Regions from separate parts of the Mus musculus genome. Here regions 1 and 3 are each linked to region 2. Evidence: chromatin contacts called from public HiChIP or PLAC-seq and promoter capture Hi-C data. All regions are on one chromosome and are shown on one strand. Each heading gives the region's core, a stretch centred on a gene start, on an enhancer-like site or on the middle of the called end of the contact. The rest is flanking DNA. Distances are from core to core; before and after follow the strand shown. Region 1 has its middle 60 kb from the start of Snrpe. Region 2 overlaps Sox13 (SRY (sex determining region Y)-box 13). Region 3 overlaps Zc3h11a (zinc finger CCCH type containing 11A).

Region 1 (4,450 bases), core at 587-3,086, 160 kb after region 2:
TTATGAATCATAATGTAAGTATCTGACATGGGACCCCAAAGGGTCAAGACCCAACGGTTAAGAACTTTGCCTTAATGCTTATTTAATCCAAAAGAGATGGACGATCTGTTGCTCAGCTGCTCATTAAGATGGCACACCCGTGGGACCTGGAGACACCCCCGTGAGGTGGGAGAGATGGCTCAGTGGTTAAGAACGTGTACTGCTCTTACAGAGGACCTGAGTTCAGTTCCCAGGACTGATGTCTACTGGCTGATGGAGCAGGAGCTGTAGAGCCCCTCACTTGCCTGGGTGCGTGGCAGTGTTGCAATAGCTGCAGCTGTGGCGAGTTCTACACACAGAGGACAGATTGCCATTGAGACCCAAGTCTGAGGCTGCCAGATGGCTCAGCAGCAATGGTGCTTGCCATTCAAGCCCGGTTTCTATCCCTGGAACCTACGGAACACAGAGAGATCCAACTTCAGAAGAGCACCATTGCAGTACCCCATCTCATATACAATACTAATAATTTTCAAAAATGAACTCAAAAGGAGCATGTATGTTAAATTGACTGGAGAGGGATCCGAAATGCCACAATAGTGTCTACAGCAGTAACCCTCAAATGTGTCCGGTCTCTTCCTGGGAATTTGTTATTTAGTTTCTCATATTTGGCTAATAGTTACTTTTGTACCTAATTTTAAACTGGAGACAATATATTACTGCTAAAGAAGTTTCAAAACTTTGTTCTTAGCCTCATAAAGCAGACCCCTGCCGGTTTACCCCCACAACAGTCTGTCTTCTGTACAGGATTTCTGTCTGGAAATTTACACAACAGACCATTCTCCCGACCTGTTTCACTCACTGTTGTTTGGGATGGTGGTCATGGCAGCCAGATCAGGACCATGACACAGAATAGTTCTTTTTTTTTTCCTGCTGCCTGCATACATGACTGCCATCTGAGTTGATTTGTCCAAGGAGATGCCTGGCCCAGGCAGGATAAACAGTTCTTTGTCTACCATTTTCAAACTGGGATTATAAAGAGACAGGGGTCCCTTTCTGTTCTCACGCACTTTAAACTATGTAGCACAAGCTGGCAACAGTGTTACTTGGCCTTCCATCACTACAAGGAAACCCTGGCTGCAGATACTTATGAAATAAAGAGACTTATTTTAACTGATGCTTCTGTAGATTTCAATTCAAGATTGAACAGCTCCATTGCTCTGGGCAAGGGGTGGAAATCCTATATTTGGGACAAACTGCTTTTGGCATGAACCAGGACACAGAGAGAAAGACAGTCCTGCAATCTCCTTCCAGAGTGGACTCCCAGTAACCAAAAGGTCTCCTGGAAGGCTCCACCTCCTAAAAGTCCACAGCACTTCCAAATAGCATTGCACTGGGCAAGCCTTTGCTACGTGATTGACTGGGAGACATCAGAAAGCCTGTTTTATGCCAACATTTAGACAGTATCAGTAATCTTCTAATGGTTTCTCTTTACATCCTCACAGAGGGAGCAAGCAGGCACTAGTGGAACAAGAGGAAAGGGGAGAAGAGCTCTAAAAAGCCCTTCTTGTTGTTCCTTGAACCAAAGCATATTTCTATGCTTATATTTTGGCTCGTCAGTTCTTTTTTGACACAGAGAGCTGCCCCAATATCATATCTTCAGCGAGCTCCTAGTTCTACCCAAGCTTACTATATCTTGTGAATGAAGCAGACGGTTATGAAGGCAAGGCTGGCCATGTGTTCAGCTCTGGTGTGTTTTGTGGTTCGAGGAACTGGTATCAATCTTGGGCTCCCTGCTCTTCAGGAAAGAGATAGAGAGTCTGCCGCAGAGTAGGCAGAGCGGGCCCCATCCTGCCCAGCTGGGCATCCTTCCTGTAGCTGCCTCCCGTGCTTGCTTCCTGCCGTCCTGACTACTCACCGAAATGCACAACAGAAACCAACGCTGATGATATCTGCTTTCCCAGATCTATGAGGGGCCTCCCAGCTGCGGATGGGTGACAGTGACAATTAACCTTCAAGGAGGCCTGAGCCCAGGTATGGAGCACACAGCAGCAGCAGCCACCTCCGGTCGCCAGCACACCTGCGTCCCACAGATCTGAGATGCTACGATTTACCAAAGTAGAAGAACCACATTTAATTGATATTCTTTCCCTTCTCCAAGGGCCTATCAGTCCTTGAGTTTTCCTTATCAAAAGTTCTTTTCCAACAAGCTACAGATTGTATAAACTGTAATGTATTAACATTACATAATGTAGCAATGGGTGCTACAATCCTGTTTGGAAATCTCCTAGCCAAACACCTCCCCTGGACACTAAACTCTCCCCCCATCCCCCGTGCCAAGTTTTCCCCCATTTTCACACTAAACTCTCCCCCCCCCAACAAGTTTTCCCTCATTAGAAACGTTAAACTTTATTTATTTATTTAAAGACAGTGTCTCAGGTAGTCCAGTCTGGCCTCAGACTGTGTAGTTGGGATGACCTTAAAGTCTTAGTCCTCCTGCCTCCACGTCCTGTGCTGGGGTTACAAGTGTGAACCACCACGTCCGGTTTATACAGTGCTGGGATTGAACCAGGGCCTTGTGTATGCTAGGCAACAGTCCACCCACTGAATTACATCTTTAGTCCTGAAATTTATTTGCTTTTGACAAAAGCATCTTAATCCTATTTTGCTACAATTCCTATTGTTCGGTACTGGCACGGGAATGCAGAGCTTGGCACATGCTAACATACTTTGTCATCAGCTATACCACTGGCCCACAGTCATAGTTCCGTGTTTGGCTTTTTTTTGTTAGCTGGATCTTCATACATGTGCCTACATGTAATGCCAAACAAGACAGAAGCCAGCTCTGATCTTATATGATGAGGCAAGTAACATAATTTTCAAAATCATAAACAAATTATGTACATGAGAAAATAAAAGTATAGTCAAAAATGTTCATAGTCCATAGCCCCCTCCACAAGTCTCTTCCTGAGTATAAGCAATGGAGGGACTGCTGTGAGTCACTAGTGAAAGTTGCCTTGCTCATCTTAACTGTTCAGAATACCACTCACTTGGAAAATTATTATTATAATTTATAGTTCCCTTTGGAACATGGTTCTCAAGAAGTCCAAAACTATGGGGCCAATCTACTGAGTGCCTTCTGCATTGTAGCATCAGAAGAGGGTAGGCATCCTTGTCAGGGCCTCTATTGCTGTGATGAAATACCATGATCATAGCAACCTGGGGAGGAAAGAGTTTATTACAGTTCCTTATTGTAGGAAGTCAGGACAGGAACTCAAGCAGGACAGGATCCTGGAAGCAGGAGCTGATGCAGAGGCCATGGAGAGAGGCTGCACACTGGCTTGCTTTCCATGGGTTGCTCAGCCTGCTTTCTTATAGCACCCAGGACCACCAGCCCAGGGATAGAATCATGGGCTATGCCCTCTCTCATCGATCTCTAACTAAGAAAATGCCCTATAGCTGAAGCTCATGGAAACATTTTCTCAATTGAGTTTCCCTCCTTTCAAATGACTGCATCTTGTGTCAACTGGCATAAAACTAGTCTAGACAATTGCCCCCTTGTCAACTTGACACACAAACATACCACTGTTAGGCCACAACCTGTGCTTTCTTGTTCATTCCCAAGATCACACATTAACAACATCACAATATAAAACATTTAACAGGGGGCTGGAGAGATGGCTCAGTGGTTAAGAGCACTGACTGCTCTTCCAGAGGTCCTGAGTTCAATTCCCAGCAACCACATGGTGGCTCACAACCATCTATAATGGGATCTGATGCCCTCTCCTGGTATATCTGAAGACAGTGACAGTGGATTCACATACATAAATTAAATAAATAAATCTTTTAAAAAAAACATTTAACAAATGTTAAAAGCCACACTGTCTTCAAATTTTTGAGCATTTTAAAATTCAGTCTCTTAAAGAAAATCCAAAGTCTCTTTTAAAACCTCTTTAAAAATCTAGCTTCTCAACTATGGGCTCTTATAAAATCAAAAATAAGTTAAATAATTTCTTATTTCAAGAGGGAAGAACCAGGGCACAGTCACAATCTGATCAAACCAATGTCCAATGTCTTGGATACACTCACCATCTTCTGGGCTCCTCCAAGGACTGGGTCACTTCTCCATCTGCACCCTCTGCAGCACACTCAGCTTGACTTCCAAGCCTAGGCAGGATCTACTCCACAACCACTGCTGGTTTTGGTGGTCATGCCATGGTACTAGCATTTCTAAAATGCTGGGGTCTTCTGTTGTAGCTGGGCTGCATTTTCACCAACAGCCTCTCATAGGCTCTCTTCATGGTGCCAAGTCTTGACTTCTCTGCACAACTGGGCCTTACACTGCCCTTGAGGCTACACCTTCTCTAATGGACTCTCCTATCCTCTCACAGTACCAAGCCTCAACTGCTCTTCATGCTCTCTTCATGCTTTCAAAAGTGCCATCTGGGTGACTCTTACACTACCAAGTTCAGCT
Region 2 (3,997 bases), core at 88-2,587:
GCCTCACACAAAGACCAGACACACACACAACCCCAGTCTCTCACAGCAGCCACAAGCCGCCTCTGGCCACCAGGGAGGGCCTGCTCACGGGATGGTGTAGCTTTGGCGAGCACCCTGGCGCCGTGTCCTCATCAAGGCCTTGTACTCGCCCACTCGCAGCCGCCGGCCCTCCACGACACAGGTACGCTTAGGCCTTGGCTTGTACTTATAGTCAGGGTATTTCTCCAGGTGCTGCCGGCTCAGACGGGCCTGCTCCTCGTAGTACGGCTGTTTCTCCTGGTTGGTCATGGACTTCCAGCGAGAACCTGATCCAATACCAGGCAAAAACTAAGGGCCAGACTCTCGTGGTACCCCACCAGGTTCCAAGCCCTAGCTAGAAGTCCTGATTGGACCCTGGTCTTCAATTGGGATCAAAAATGATAAGGCATAAGCACTCATCAAGGGCCTGGCCAAGTGTGGATGCTCCCTGGATGCTGGGCCAGGAAGAGATGAGGCTGGCAATGACGGGGAGTCTGTACCATTCTCATGTCAAACAACTCGGCACCCCTGAGAGGTCTCCGCCCCAAAGGCATTCACGAAAGAGCAGCCACTCCAAGCCATCAAGTATCCGATGTGAATCTGGGGTGTAGCTCAGTGGTAGAGCATGGGCCAGGGTAGACATGGGAAAGCCGAAAACAACCCTGGTGTTCCAGACAAGAAACCCGCGCAGTTACTGGAGGGGACTCAGCCATGAAAACACCACCCTTATTCAGACTTGTCGGCCCTGCCCGCTCCTCAGCCTCTGACACAAAGTCTCTATACCAATGGTCCACAATGCTAGTCTCTATTTTCTGCCAAAGCACAGGCCATAAGAGGCACCGGGTGTTTGGAGGTGGTAAAGAATACACAAAATCCCAAGGGGAGGGACAACCAAAAGAGCCCTGCGCTGGTACAAGGTCCTAGGATCCAGCTGCCAAGAACATCTCAACTGCTACACCTGGTAAGATTCTACCAGGATTCAATAAGGCATGAAAACTCCAAACAGACCCAGTCCTACTGAGCTATGTCCCCTGGGCTCAACACCCTGAGCTGCAGAGGACCCACGCCCTGGCCCTTACCAAGGATCTTGCTGATGCTGGAGTTATGCATGTCTGGGAAGGCCTGGAGAATTTTCCTCCGTTCATCCTTGGCCCACACCATGAAGGCATTCATGGGTCTCTTGATGTGGCTGCTGTTCCGAGACTCGGAAAAATGACGGGAGCCTGGAGGATGGGTAGGTAAGAGTCAGGCAGGCAACAGCTTTGGGGCTGGCAGAGATATCCCTTGCATGGCCACCAGGAGGCACTGATGAGGCTCATAGAGAAGTCAGCTCAGGCCTAGCAAGGCAGGAAGTAGAGGATGAGGAGGGAAGCGAAGGCCAGCGGTAAGCAGAGGCCCACCACGGCCAGAGAACAGGCACAGCAAAGATCCAGAGAAGCAGGGCTCCACAGAGTTGTTACAAGATACCAGAAGACGACCCACGGATAGAGACACCAGGGAACAATGGAGACACATGCCAGGAAGGACCCAAGAAAGGAGGGAGGAAGGAATCAGGGACGGACACAGCCCTAGTGGAGTTAAGTGGCGCCCAGCGCCAGAGCTCTCACCATCCATGTCACAGCTCAGCATGGCTTCCTCCAGGGGATGCACACAGCTCTCCTCCAGCCGCTCCTTGGCCGGGGAGGAGTCCAGGCTGATGAGGTCCTGCAGGTGACAGAGACAATGTGGGCATGAGTACTTCCTCTGTCATCCTGTCTTCATCTTCCTGTCCTCTGGGCAGAGGAAGATTGGCCCATACCTTCCGGAATGGGGTATTGGGGGAGTTTTCCAAAGCCCCACTGTGGCTGTGCAGCAGCTGCCGGGCATCCTGGATGGCTTTGGTGACGGCGTCCCCTTCACCGAGGAAGCCTGTTTGGAGAGGGAACAAAGTGAAGGGCAGGGACCCGAGGGCTTTGTCCCAGGAGCAGCCCACATATTTATGCTTCCTGCCACGTCACACCTAAGGGTCTCCTTGTGGCAGTACACTCCCTGCCCATCCCCACACCTCCCTGAGGACTGCCTGCTGCAGGGTGCCAAGGGTCGGGAATGAGGCAACTCTCTCAGATGCGCAGCTCAGTGGCCTGACCCCATGCTGTCTAATCTGATCCTGGAGAACAAAGGCGCCATGGAAGGAGGCGTCCTCAGAGCAAGCCTCATCCCCGGCTTTAAGAAAGCAGAGGCTGGGGTGGAGCTCGGTGATGGGAGTACCTTAGAACTGTTTAAAAACCCCAAACTAGAACGGAGAAAGGGAAGGACCGTGCCCAAGGTGGCGTCTGGCTCAACTGTCTAAGGTGAGACGACTCACTGTCGTCTAAGGTGAGAGCAGATGAAAAGGCTTACCCAGAGGCAGGCTGGGGGGGCTGGATTGCAGGTCCCTTGTGGGAGCCCCATGGCTGGCGGGGCGAGGCCCACAACTGTTCATCTTCAGGCTGGGAGAGCTGGAGGTGTTGGGCAGCTCAGGTACCTTGGGCTTGGCTGTGAGGTTCAGTGGTTGTGGGGGCTCCTGCCGACCCAAAAAGACAGAGAATGAGAAACACCCAAGGAGGACCACCCCATCACAGGACAGACAGGACTCAAGGCGAGTGAGCCAAGAGCAAAGAGGGACATTGGCTCCGCAAGGGAGGGGCTCCCAGGCAGCAAAGGTAGGCAAAGGAGTACCTGCAGGGGGTGGTGGGCGGCCACCCCCGACCTCTTCACCACAGGGGCAGGCGGGCTGTGCAGCAGCTGCAGTGGGTATTCCACTGGGGAAAGAAAAGCGGCAAGGGACAAAGTCCCAGGTGAGCCCAGAATAGCAGGCACCAAGTGACAGGCCCCAGGACCACAGGGCAGAGTGTAGAGCTGGTCCAACCTTTCCTGTTGTTGTCAGGCTAAGGTAGTGCAGGGAACCATCTATCCCTCTTCCCATATGGCCCCTGCAGGCTGATGGCCTTGCCTGCCCTTTCCAACCCACTCTAAAGAGCTCCCCATGCACACACAAGGGACGGCACCCTCGGGTCTTGTCCCTGCTGTGTGTAGGGGGCAAAGCTACTGCGTGTGCTTCCCCTCTAAGATAAAATGTATGGTACGTAAGGGTTACTCAAAGCAACAGCCTCATCTTACAGGTGTATTAGTCAGGGCTCTCTATACAACCTAACAGGTAAGGAAACAGACCTTGTAAATTCAGCGGGCTGTCCACAAACAAATTAAATGGCGGCGGCGGCAGGATTTGAACCCAGGTCTAGACTCCATAACCCATCCCTTGGCCTAGACAGTTCTCTCCCTCCTATCTACTTTACCTCACTGGGCTTAGAATCAAGAAGGAAAGCAGCAGAGATAAGACTGTGTATCAATCACTAGCAGCACAGCAGGTAGTGATAAGGGCTCAGAGGAGGACACTCAGTTTCAGCCAGGGTGGAGTTGGGGTAGTAAGATGGAGGATATTTGAGGATGATGAACTCAGGCTAGCAAGCCTGGTTGGCTCTGTGGCTGGGAGCCTGTACTGTCTCGGTCACGTGGAACAGGGAGGGTAGATTACGAGTTGTTTTCACTGCTACTTATCCTGTGTGGCATTTACAGGCAGCATGTCCGCCCTGTCCCAACTCTGTCTGTGGGCACTGTCACCAGAACTCACTGCGATCCTTCCATCTGTCACCTTCATTCCCATCCCCCGCCGCCAGAGAGAACACACTCCCTGCTCAAGTGTTCCAAGGCACTCCCTTCCAATCCTCCACAGCCTCCTCCCGGATCCCTGTCGCTCTCACACCGCTCACACGCAAGCCCTTCCCGCTGAGCCTCGCACCTCAGTTCCAGTTTCTCCCTCACGGATCCTATCACCCTTCTCCAGGACCCAACCATCAAGCGCCACCTCCTCAGAGAGCCTTCTGAGTCTCCTGAGAGCTTGGCGGCACACTCTTCCTTTTCATTCTCCTGACTAAGTTCAGAAAGGACTTGTTCTTCCACT
Region 3 (4,017 bases), core at 886-3,385, 250 kb after region 2:
CTGTACTTCTAATGCAATTAAAGAAAAAAAAAATCTCAACAGGCAGCGGTGGCCTTACTGCACTCTTAGTCTCACCAGAGGCCAGCCTAGTATACAGCTCAAGTTTTATTAGGACAGCCACGGATACACAAAACCAAACTAACCAATCAGCCAATCAACCAAACCAACACCTTCAAGTTCTTAAATGTTTCTCCTTAGAAATAATTTATATGAATTATACGCTCCTCAGAACATTCCAGACTCCAAAAGGGGGGGAGGGACAACCCTTTAGAGCAGTGGGGTGGTTTAGTGGGCAAAGCCTCACAATCTAAGTATGACCCAGAACCCATGTCAGGAGGAGAGAACCAAGCTCACACAGCTGTCTCCGACCACCACGCAAATGCTGTGCCTGTGCACACGCATGCATGCACGCATGCATGACTACATGTACAAAGATTACTGAATTCAGAAACTTATTACTATTGTACAATTTTCTCAATCTTTTTATTTGTTCTTTGAGACAAGGTCTTACTATGTAGCCTTAGCTGGCCTGGAACTTGCTATGTAGACCAGGTTAGCCTTCAGCTCCCAGTCTCAATCTTCTAAGAACTAGCATTAAAGAGCAGGCTCCTTCTCAATCTTTTGACTTCAAAACCTCTGCTCTAAGCCTTTCTGCTTGGAGGCGGCACTAGGGGAGCTCAGCTCTTAACCCAGTGTGAGGCTTCATGTGGATGTACATGGAGAGGTGAAGGAGGAAAGGACAGCTGCTTAACTAGCCAATCAGCCTGGCCACCCCTGGGCTGCAGTGGTGACAGCATGTCTCTTTCAGACATCATGGACTGCTTTCACACACTGCCAATTTAATTGAGACATGGGTATTAGGTAAAGGCTCTGTAGATTTTCCTCAGGACCTCACACGTCCTAGGCAAGTGCTCAGCACACTGCTGAGCTATGATGTGTAACTGACACACGATGGAAACCGGACAAAGAACTTCTGCTTGCCTGGAGCACACAAGCCACCAACTGGAAACATTTACTTAACCAAAGTTTCATGAGCTAGAAGTAGAAAAGTTTACTTTTCTAGAAGCTCTACTGTTGAGGCCTGGGAGGATGTATGCGATGCTGAGAAGATTTGGGGACCCCGCCTTTACACATCTGGTAAGAACCCTGGAATGATGGTCACCATCCGGAGGTTCCAGACAATCAATATCAGGGTCTTAGACATCACTGCTCCCAACAAAGTGTTAGAAAACACAACTTCAAAGGAAGAGCTAACCATTCAGCAATCTGTTTCTGCCACATGGCTGACAGGCCTCTCCCCAAACCTGGTCATCTCTCCCCCTACCCCAAGAGTTCTTCCTCCCCCCTTATCTAAAACCTAACTATGGGGAAAATGGGTACACAAATAGACCAACTATGCCCTTGGGGGCATAAGCCCACCTTGACTCTGAGAGAGATTGAAAGACAAGCCATCTGTATATAGGCAGGCTCGAATAAGATATCAGAGTCTCAGTACCTTCAACACTGTAATGTAACAATTCATCTACAGGTGTTAACTGCAAAATTTCCTCATATTATTTAGTACCTTCAAAGGACACCTGGCTTGCTTTTGCCTCTCTGTTATCAGTCCCTTTATCCTCACTGAAACCTTCGCTTACCTGTTCCCTTGCCTGAGGTAAACTATAATTCTAGAGAGAGAGCTGAGTGTGGGAACACCCGGGACATCTACACTGATCCCGGACGGCCAGGGCAGCTCCAACAGTGCCCCTCCTAACAGACATGGGCACAACAGGGTCTGCCAGCACGGGAGTAGCAGCACTTATTAAGGGAGATCAAAATTTCAAATACTCAAGTCAACAAACTGATCAAGACCTGTCAGAATAACAAAATGCCAACAAAGACTGATATAAAAGTTGGTCCCCACTGGTCTTAGAAAAAAATTAAGAGTCAATGATTTGACTCTAAGGAATAAGCTCAAGGGGGGCATGTGGAGGCCTGCTCTTTTTAACATAACGGAGCCATTCTGTATTCAAGCTCCTTTTACTCAAATGGTGAAATGAAGTTCAGGTTCTCCAGACTCCACTTCCCAGAAGTGATCATCCACAGCTGACCCTGAGGAAAGCTGCTAACAAGCCGAAAGTTCTAGCTGAATTACTTATGCTCTACTTTCTCAACGGTCTTAAATTCCCCTGTTCACCACCCATCCCCCACCCCTCTTACCTCACTTAAGACCAATCTGCTTAAAAGTTGGCTGATAATACACTGTCTAGTTAGCCTAAAATATTGTACTACTTCACTGCTTGTCTTTAAAACTTTGAACCTGGCTTTTCATATAAAAAGTCTACTTGGAGGACAGATTAGTACAACTCCTTTCGTGGTCCTGATCGATCAGTATTAGGATATACATTCAATAAACTATTCTTGCTTAACTGAGATCAGTGATTCTATGGTTTGCGGCAGTTCCTGAACCTCAACATCTACACACAAGAAAACAAAACCAAAAACCTCCATCTGCTTCTCTCTCGGGCATTAACAGTTCACCTAAGTCATAAAGTGGGGGAAAGATCTGCCTAGGACGTCTCGCCTTTAGACAGCACTGTAAAACCTTAAATACCCCAATTTAAACACTCATCTATACCACTATGTCCATTTACTTGAACTATCTTACATCTTTTCAAGGTTTATTTTTATTTATTTCTATGTCTATATCATGTATGTACATGTGCCTGCAGAGGCCAGAAGAGGGCATCAGATCCCTGGAAGCTAAAGTTACAGTAGCTTTGTGCTGTCTGAAGTGGGTGTTCTCAACCACTGAGAAATCTCTGCAGCCCTATTTGGGTTATTTTATAGGTCATATTCCAGCTAGCACTTTCCCTTCTACTGTTTCTCAATAATACAAGCAAATACAAGTGCAAATCAGACCATTTGATCCCTTTTTAAAAATTTTTTCCCTTAGAATTCTTTGGTTTGTTTTTTGTTTACTTGAGACAGGGTCTCTCTACATAGCCCTGACAGTCCTGGAACTCACTATGTAGACTAAGCTGGCTTCCAACTCACAGAAAGTCACTTGCCTCTGTGTGAGTGCTAGGATTTAAGGGCATGTGGCACTATACCCAGGCCTTTCTGACATTTAATTTAGTTACGTGTGTGTGTGTGTGTGTGTGTGTACAGGCACATGTGCCTCACTAAGGCCTGTGTGAGTCAGAGGACACCTTTGGCGTCAGTTCTCTCCCCCACTGTCACTGTATGGATTAAACACGGGTCATTCACCAGACTGTGGCAAGTGCTTTTACCAGCTGAGCCAACTTACCAGCTTGCGGTAACTGTAAAATAACATTTAGTTTGTCACTGAACTAGAATAAGCTCAAGCTCTTCTAACTCTTATATAACAGATTAGTCCTTTCCCAATTCCATGCTTTAGCCGCCCTCTGATCCTGGAGTGTGATATGCTTCCTTGGCTCTCTGACTCTGCAGAAGTCTTCTTTAATACAAACCCTGGTTGTTTTAGTTAGTTTCTACTCGTGTGATCAAACACTATGACCATCAACAACTTGGGGAGGGAAGGGTTTATTCCAGTTTACAACTCTCAGGTCCCTCCACTGCTGAGGGAAGTGGGGACAGGAACCTGGAGGCAGGAGCTGATGCAGAGACCCAGGAGGAGTGCCATTTCCTGGCTTGACCCCCATGGCATGTTCGACCTGCTCTCTTACACTATCAGGTATCACCACCAGCTCTGGGGTGGCACCACTCACAATGGTCTGGGCCTTCCCAACTAAATCATCAATTAAAAAAAAGTACCACTTTCTCGCCCATGGGCCAATTTGGTGGGGATGATATCTGTCTCAATTGAGCCTTTTCAAAACAACTCTAGATCGTGTCAAGTTGACTTAAAACTAGCAAACACTGGACTTCTAACTTCAGCTAGCCAATTCCTGATTTAGAGTGCTCCCATGAGACCATGCATTTTCCCAGTATCATGCGGGAACCTATGAACTCCAGTGGTTGTTGATAACTGTTAGTTTTATTAAATGTTAGCAA

Evidence for each region. HiChIP or PLAC-seq counts read pairs in DNA pulled down with a chosen protein or histone mark. Capture Hi-C pulls out chosen DNA fragments and counts their contacts.
Region 1: an H3K27ac HiChIP or PLAC-seq map of the HPC-7 cell line shows a contact between it and region 2, with 8 times the contacts expected there. The contact joins two enhancer-like sites. A contact is called at or near these places in 3 of 15 datasets of contacts at CTCF or cohesin (embryonic stem cells, pro-B cells and stem cell-derived epiblast-like cells), 6 of 484 Hi-C or Micro-C datasets (all in embryonic stem cells), 12 of 115 datasets of contacts at active chromatin or transcription factors (the HPC-7 cell line, T-cell acute lymphoblastic leukemia, craniofacial prominence and 6 more) and 4 of 9 other capture datasets (adipose tissue, embryonic stem cells, liver and 1 more).
Region 3: a contact with region 2 is called in a promoter capture Hi-C map of adipose tissue. The contact joins two enhancer-like sites. A contact is called at or near these places in 1 of 484 Hi-C or Micro-C datasets (bone marrow-derived macrophages), 8 of 115 datasets of contacts at active chromatin or transcription factors (the HPC-7 cell line, double positive thymocytes, embryonic basal ganglia and 5 more) and 3 of 9 other capture datasets (adipose tissue, liver and pancreatic islet).

Annotation. Positions count from the first base shown.
Region 1 is chr1:133,548,210-133,552,659 of GRCm38.p6, forward strand. No RefSeq gene overlaps it. Among named protein-coding and RNA genes, the nearest start is that of Snrpe, 60 kb to the right of the region's middle. Within about 2 kb of position 1,837, at least 30 of the 459 cell types and tissues checked have an H3K27ac peak or open chromatin away from gene starts, as enhancers often do. A contact at or near this core is called in the HPC-7 cell line and T-cell acute lymphoblastic leukemia, where this site is marked.
Region 2 is chr1:133,384,369-133,388,365 of GRCm38.p6, forward strand. Sox13 (SRY (sex determining region Y)-box 13) reads right to left here. Exons shown (of 14, transcript NM_011439.2): 8 at 2,716-2,798; 9 at 2,398-2,560; 10 at 1,817-1,926; 11 at 1,626-1,722; 12 at 1,098-1,241; 13 at 89-305. Among named protein-coding and RNA genes, the nearest start is that of Etnk2, 23 kb to the left of the region's middle. Within about 2 kb of position 1,338, at least 63 of the 459 cell types and tissues checked have an H3K27ac peak or open chromatin away from gene starts, as enhancers often do. A contact at or near this core is called in the HPC-7 cell line, T-cell acute lymphoblastic leukemia and adipose tissue, where this site is marked.
Region 3 is chr1:133,629,641-133,633,657 of GRCm38.p6, forward strand. The region is part of intron 12 of Zc3h11a (zinc finger CCCH type containing 11A); the gene reads right to left. Among named protein-coding and RNA genes, the nearest start is that of Snrpe, 21 kb to the left of the region's middle. Within about 2 kb of position 2,136, at least 6 of the 459 cell types and tissues checked have an H3K27ac peak or open chromatin away from gene starts, as enhancers often do. A contact at or near this core is called in adipose tissue, where this site is marked.